Regions from separate parts of the Sus scrofa genome. Here region 2 is linked to region 1. Evidence: chromatin contacts called from public Hi-C data. All regions are on one chromosome and are shown on one strand. The core of a region is the stretch at or near the end of the contact, and the rest is flanking DNA. Distances in the headings are between cores, read along the strand shown. Region 1 has its middle 8.9 kb from the start of PARP1. Region 2 has its middle 27 kb from the start of PSEN2.

Region 1 (3,799 bases), core at 1,288-3,787:
ATGAGCAGTTCTGGTGCCCAGGGCCTCTGCTGTCTCATCGGTAAGCAAGAGGCTTAGACTAGATGAGTTTGAAATCCCTTCCTACTCTAACAGCCTGTGGTTCTATGAAATCACACTCTTCCTGGAGTTCCCATGTTGACTCAGCAGGTTAAGAATCTGATTAGGAGTTGCCGTCGTGGCACAGTGGTTAACGAATCCGACTAGGAACCATGAGGTTGCGGGTTCGGTCCCTGCCCTTGCTCAGTGGGTTAACGATCCGGCGTTGCCGTGAGCTGTGGTGTAGGTTGCAGACGCGGCTCGGATCCCGGGTTGCTGTGGCTCTGGCGTAGGCTGGTGGCTACAGCTCCGATTCAACCCCTAGCCTGGGAACCTCCATATGCCATGGGAGCGGCCCAAGAAATAGCAACAACAACAACAAAACAACAACAAAAAAGACAAAAGACAAAAAAAAAAAAAAAAAAAAAAAAAAGAATCTGATTAGTATCCATGAGGATGCGGTCCGATCCCTGGCCTTGCTCAGTCAATTAAGGATCCGGTGTTGCTGTGAGATGCAGTGTAGGATGAAGACGAAGCTCAGATCCTGCGTGGTTTGTGGCTGTGGCTTGTGGCGTAAACCAGCAGCTGCAGCTCCAATTCGACCCCTAACCTGGGAACCTCCATATGCCACAGGTGCGGCCCTAAAAAAATAAAAAAAATTAAAAAAATTTGAGCCAGATACTACCTTTGTCCTCAAGGATTCGCAGGTTCGATGGAAAAGTCTGCTATGTGAGCAGATTATTATAAAACAGAACTCCACATGTGGTTGAGGAGAGTCCGTGAGTTTATTTCCTTTCTTTTTTCTTTTTTTTTTCCTTTCTTTCTTTTTTTTTTTTTCTTTTTTTTCCTTTTTTTTTTTTTTTAGGACTGCACCTGCAGCTTATGGAAGTTCCCAGGCTAGGGATCAAATCACAGCTGTATCTGCGACCCACGCCACAGCTCATGGCAACGCTGGATCCTTAACCCACTGAGCGAGGCCAGGGATCGAGCCCGCATCCTCATAGATACTCGTTGGGTTCCTTTCCACTGCACCACACTGGGAACTCCCCAGAGTCCATGAGTTTAGACTTTGCGAGAAGGCTCTTTGGTTGTGTCCCCAGGGCACAGTGTCTGGGTCCGGAGAGGGCCCTTGCCCTCCTTGCCCCCTCTGAGGTAGAATCCAGGTAACCAAGCTGTCTGGGGTCGACCTGGCTCCCTGAGTCTGAATCATCACTGGTTTGCCCACTGCTGATCCCCCATACCCAGCCCACGCCTCCATCTCTCAATAAGAGAAAGCTTCTTTCCAGAACACCAGCCCACAATCGTAAAAATTAATCGTGCTCCTACTGGGGCAGAGTAGAGAAAGCAAGGGCCAGAACAGCTGTGTTCTGCCCCACTCAGTTGTCACTAGGTGGGTGACCTTTGGGAAATCACATTACCTCTGGCTTCAGCTGTGAATTGAGGGGACCAGACACAGCTCCAGGATCCCTGCCTGTTTAAAAAGTCCGGGGGCGGCCAGTGGGGGTGGTGGGTTGCTATTATTGTATCCTAGGGAATTAAATCCAACTCAGTTATTTCTCAGTATGTCAAATAACAAATCACACTATAATAGGGTTCTACCGCCATTCAAAACATCAAATCTTAAAACATTAAATTATGTCTGTGTATTGAGTTCTAACTAAATTTTCTGCCCTCCAAAATTGTACAGAAGGGAGAACCACTGATTTTGATGCTATTAAAAAAAGAAGAGGAGTGATTGAACAATAAACCATAACAGTTGAAAAGTGTCTCTGTGCGAGTGCAGTTAGGAAATCTGTACTCTGATTAGAATTATGTAATTTCCAAAACAGCTCTGTTTCATAAACACAAAGGTCCCCCACTGCATCGTAAAGTAACTGCAGCTTGGTGAAGCTATTTCCTTCTTGAATTGGTGAGCTACCTGTGGCTTTATTTTCTCCCCTTTCCTTCTTTATGTTTTCTAAAAGAACAAAGGGGTAAACTAAGATCAGCCCAGTCACTGAGAGCGCGAGGACAGAGATCTTCAGACTAGGAGAGAGGGCATGAGAATGTCCATTACTGCGGCGTGGCTCTCCCTTGAGAAATGAGCTTGCATTTCAGTTCCTGCATCGGCCGGAGACCTACGGACGAAGCTGTGATTTCCTGGCAGCTCTTTCTAGAACATTTCAGTCCCTCGCCACAGAGCCCCATTCCTGACAGAAGATCAGCATCCAGGACAATTTTGAGGGCTCAGAAGGGAACATAATTTTCTGAAGCAATTGCGATTAGGTTCTTTACGTCAGACTCGTGGTTCAAAATAACTACACTTATTTGCTCTGTGATAAATGCACTCAGGAGAAACTGGCCAATGTGGGTGGCGAGGTGCAGCAGCGGCCCGGGCACAGCGCTGGGCACCGACCGAGACTCCACCTGCCCAATGAACTGAGCTTGTCACCACAGGGCTCTGCTCTTCACCAGGCCTTGTTGGACTTGCCCTTACTTCTGTAAAACAATTTTTTTTGGCTGCACCACAGCATGAGGAAGTTCTCAGGCTAGGGACCGATCCAGCACCACAGCAATAACACTACCAGGTCCTTAACCCACTGAGTCACCAGGGAAATCCCTTGCCCCACTTCTTGCTTGCTTGCTTCCTTGCTTGCATTTTAGGGCCACACTCGCAGCATATGGAAGTTCCCAGGCTAGGGGTCCAATTAGAACTGCAGCTGCTGGCCTACACCACAGCCTCACTGACATAGGATCTGAGTATCGTCTGTGACTTACTCCATAGCTCACAGCAACACTGGATTCCTGACCCACTGAGCGAAGCCAGGGATCAAACCCACATCCTCATGGACACTAATCAAATTCGTTTCCACTGTGCCACAATGGGAACTCCTACCCCCACTTCTTCAATGGCAAGTCAAAAATATTTTTATATATGTATATATGTATCATTCATTCATTCAACAAATGTCTGCTAAGTGCCTACCATGGGCCCAGTGGGAGGCTAAGGGTTAAGAATACCAAAGAATTCATGTGTTCAATGAAATTATTTACAAAACAAAAATAGGCTCATTTTAATATATTTATAAATATATAAATATATTTACATATATTTTATATATGCATAAGTGAATCACTTTGCTATACAGTAGTCATTAATACAACATAGTAAATCAGTGATCCTGCAATAAATTTAAAATAAATTAAAAAAAATTCATATGCTAAAACAGACCTACATTGCCAAGTAGGAATGCTATGTAGTTTACTCATTCATTCATTCACAGGGCACTGCAGGTGGAGTAAGGGTAAGACTCTCCAGGAGCAAGTGCCAGTCCTCAAAAAATGTAGAGTTCAGTAGGAAATGCAATTGTCATGATAAGGGTTATTGGGGGGCTGCCTTCCATCCATCCATCCATTCATTCATTCCTAGGAAAGCTGTTTTATCTAAACTGCCTGTCTCAGGGGTCCCTTTGGAAGAGACTATGTTCCAGTGCCGATCACTCAAAAATCCCAGGCCCCCCATGACTCCTTTGGAGGTGCGGCCTCCAAGGGGGTCCTGCTCAGTACTTGGCACGTAGATCTGGTTCTGGGAGGTGGGAGGAAACAAGACTGTAGGGGGCCAAGGAGACTCTTGGGGAAAATAGGCAGACCACCTGCTCACCAAAACGTCTCTGAAATGGTTCCATCTGAGGGCCACAGTCAACAATGGCCATGAGGGCCCAAAAGATGCCAGGGCTGACCATTGGGGGAGGGGTACTGGCTACAGCACAACTGTGGCCTGTAT
Region 2 (3,518 bases), core at 177-2,676, 270 kb before region 1:
TTCTCTGAAGAACCTAATACCTCATACGAGGCAGCATTCACTTTCTAAGAATCAGGGCTTAGATGCCTTTTTTTTTTTTTTTCCCTTTTATTTTAGGGCCGCACCAGGCTTGTGTCGCTTAGCCCATTGTCTTCCAGGTCCATCCATGCTGTAGCAGCACGGGAACTTCCTGAAGGCACTTCCATTCAGAATGCAATCCCTTGTAAAGCTGAATGATATTCCACCATATGAATGATATTCCACCATATGGATACATTGTATCTATGCATTCATCAAAGGACACTTTCAGTTGCTTTTACGGCTTGGGGATGCTGAATAATGCTGCTGAGAACATGGGGGGAGAAATATCTCTTTGAGACCCAGCTTTCAGTTCTTTGGGGTGTGTATCTAGAAGTGGAATTGCTGGATCATATGATACCTCTATGTTCAGTTCTTTTGAGGAGCTACCGTGTTGTTTTCCACAATGTCTGCACCGTTTCACATCCCCGTGACCATTGCTCAAGAGTCCCAATCTCTCCATCCTTTCCAAGACACTTTATCTTCTCTCTCTCTTTTGGCCTGTCTTTCTTTTATAGTAATGGGTGTGAGGTGTTGTGTACTTTTACTTTTCAATCTTTTATTTAAAGCCTGTTGTCTCTAAAAAAAAAAAGTTTGTTTTGTCTTTTTATGGTCACATCTGCAGTACATGGAAGGTCCCAGGCTAGGGGTCGAATCAGAGCTGAACTGCTGGCCTATGCCACCAGGCACACCTGGTCCTTAACCCACCGAGTGAGGCCGGGGATCGAACCCAAATCCTCATGGATAAGAGTTGGGTTCTTAACCCATTGAGCCACAACCGGAACGCCCAGTAGTAGTAGCCTTTTCTTTTCTTTATTTATTTGTATTTTAGCCTTTTCTAGGGCCACTCTCGCAGCATATGGAGGTTTCCAGGCTAGGGGTCTAATCGGAGCTGTAGCCACCGGCGTAAGCCAGAGCCACAGTAATGTGGGATCCGAGCCGTGTCTGCAACCTACACCACAGCTCGCGGCAACGCCAGATCCTTAACCCACCAAGCAAGGCCAGGGATCGAACCCGCAACCTCATGGCTGCTAGTTGGATTCGTTAACTATTGAGCCACGATGGGAACTCCAGTAGTAGTAGCCTCAATCTCAATGAGAAAAAATGAAAATAGTCTCAATTCTGATGATGATGGAAGGTACTTGTTATTCAAACAGTACACATTACAGCAAGGCATCCTGCAATCACAGGGATGTTAGCAAATGCAGGCAGCGCGATTCTTCCTCTATCCGGAAGCAGGGATCTTAGGGAGGTGGTGTTTCCATGGCTGTGTCCCCCCCTTGAGGCTCAGCCTTCAGCCCTGTGGGTCTGGCCCTTAAGCGGGGCTGGGAAGCAGCTTCTCTCCACTGGAGGGCGTCAGCCTCCTTTGTTCGGATCATTCTTTGGTGATCCAGGGAGGCCTCCATTCTTTTCCCTTGGGCTGGGCCACCGGCCTCTATTTTTAAGCGCTCTATGTTGGCCTTGGGCATTCAGGCCTGGAGACCCCACTGCCCAAGAAACAGCATATTCTTTCCAAGACCTTGGCCGAGACCACCCCCCACCCCACACCCCCACTCCCCAGTCAAGTTCCTGCCAGAAAGCCGGCTGTGAGGGCTGGGTAAGGCAGGTCACGTTTCACAGAGCGCTCAAGGGCTTTGGGGGACAGGGGCAGGGAGGTGAGGGGGAGAAAGAATGCCTCGGTCTCCTCATATGTTAAGTTCTCAAAACTAAAGTGAAATTTTAAAAGAAAAATGCATTTATCTACTTTACCCTTCCTCTAGGGTACTTCCTAAAAAATTGAAAACTGCGGGGAGCCCCAGGAAGCCATCCCCTCTGCTTCCTCCCTGGACTTTGTGACTTCCTGGCAGCAGGTGGACATTGTAAACTTTAAGAGTCACCAGTTGAGGAGTTCCTATCGTGGCCCCGCAGAAACGAATCTGACTAGTATCCATGAGGATGCGGGTTCCATCCCTGGCCTGGCTCAGTGGGTCAGTGATCCGGCATTGCCGTGAGCTGTGGTGTAGGTCACAGATGCCATTGCTGTGGCTCTGGCTGTGGTGTAGGCTGTAGCTCAGATTTGACCCCTAGCCTGCGAACTTCCATACGGCAAGGGTGCGGCCCTAAAAAGAAAAAAAAAAGGCAAAAAAAAATAAAGTCACCAGTTAAAAGAGCAGACACCCAGGCCCCACCCTCAGACGTTCCAGCTCAGTAGGTGCAGGGTGTGGCCCAAGAACCTACTTTTTTGGCAAACACCTTATTTGATTCTCAGGCAGAGGATCCTCAAACCACACTTTGAGAACCTTTCCACAGGACAAGGTCCTCTGACGGCAAACACTTGATCTGAGGGTTCTAGGGAAGTGTTATATCCCAAGTGGGAACCGTCGGTGCAGGAATTCCACGCTAATATCTTAATTAATAAAACTAATAAATTCCATGTTCCATTTTAATATCTTAGCTGGAGACCAAGTTCTCTTGGAGAACCCCAAGCCCCTTGGGCAGCCCCCACCTCAGTTCTAACCCCTGCTATGCATGACCTGCCCCCACCACCACTTACTGCTGTTGATCTATGACCCCCCTGGGCCAGGCAGCCTGAATAAATTGCTTTCATTTATTTCATAGCTCTTGCAAGAAACTTTCCCTCTTGGGATAGAAGCCCCCAGTGACCATCTGGCTATGCCTTTTCCTCCCTAATATAGGAGCATCTTTCAACACCAACTCCAAACACACACACACACACACACACGCTGCAGCTCTAAACAGCTGTGACTATTCTGTAAGCACAGCCCAGCAGCCAGACTATAGCTAATTTTTAGGTTTGTCCCTGATGCCTTCTGCTCTGATGGTACTTGGTAAAAGTTGGCATCAACAAGTTTGAGAATCAGTCACCACCCTACCCATGTCTGGGAGAACCGGATTAGGACTGCTGAACAAAAATCCACTTTGGAGAGCTTGTTGAGCAACAAGTGATTGGGAGGGGGACTCTGGCACCTCTTAGTCTGACAGAAGTGGTGTCTTTAGGAGTTCCCTTTGTGGCTCAGTGGTAACAAACCCCATTAGTATCCATGAAGATTAGGGTTCAAGCCCTGGCCTCAATCAGTAGCTTAAGGATCTGACTTCGCAGGGAGCTTTGGTGTAGGATCCAGATGTGGCTCCGATCCGGCATTGCTGTGGCTGTGGTGTAGGCCAGCAGCTGCATCTCCGATTTAACCCCTAGCCTGGAAACTTCCATATGCCTCAGGTGTGGCCCTAAAAAGCAAACAAACAAACAAAATGGTGTCTTTAGGACATAGCAGCACAATGTACCACATCTTTAGGACACATAAGAAGGAACACACCCCCCACACACACACAATGCCTGATTTCCCATTGCCAGCTACTCCAGGCTCCCAGTTTTCAGCACATCCTTGCTTGAATCTCATACTGATTCCTAAGCCTCTGGGTAGTAGTCCTCGGCTGCCTGCACCAGGCATGGTTTTGAGATC

The links. A called contact is a pair of places that touch in the nucleus more often than the background predicts.
Region 2: a contact with region 1 is called in a Hi-C map of subcutaneous adipose tissue, with 1.9 times the contacts expected there. The contact joins two enhancer-like sites. A contact is called at or near these places in 1 of 5 promoter capture datasets (liver), 10 of 47 Hi-C or Micro-C datasets (alveolar macrophages, brain, heart right ventricle and 5 more) and 1 of 2 datasets of contacts at active chromatin or transcription factors (skeletal muscle).

Annotation. Positions count from the first base shown.
Region 1 is chr10:14,248,174-14,251,972 of Sscrofa11.1, reverse strand. No RefSeq gene overlaps it. Among named protein-coding and RNA genes, the nearest start is that of PARP1, 8.9 kb to the right of the region's middle. Within about 2 kb of position 2,537, at least 10 of the 83 cell types and tissues checked have an H3K27ac peak or open chromatin away from gene starts, as enhancers often do. A contact at or near this core is called in subcutaneous adipose tissue, where this site is marked.
Region 2 is chr10:14,516,174-14,519,691 of Sscrofa11.1, reverse strand. No RefSeq gene overlaps it. Among named protein-coding and RNA genes, the nearest start is that of PSEN2, 27 kb to the left of the region's middle. Within about 2 kb of position 1,426, at least 17 of the 83 cell types and tissues checked have an H3K27ac peak or open chromatin away from gene starts, as enhancers often do. A contact at or near this core is called in subcutaneous adipose tissue, where this site is marked.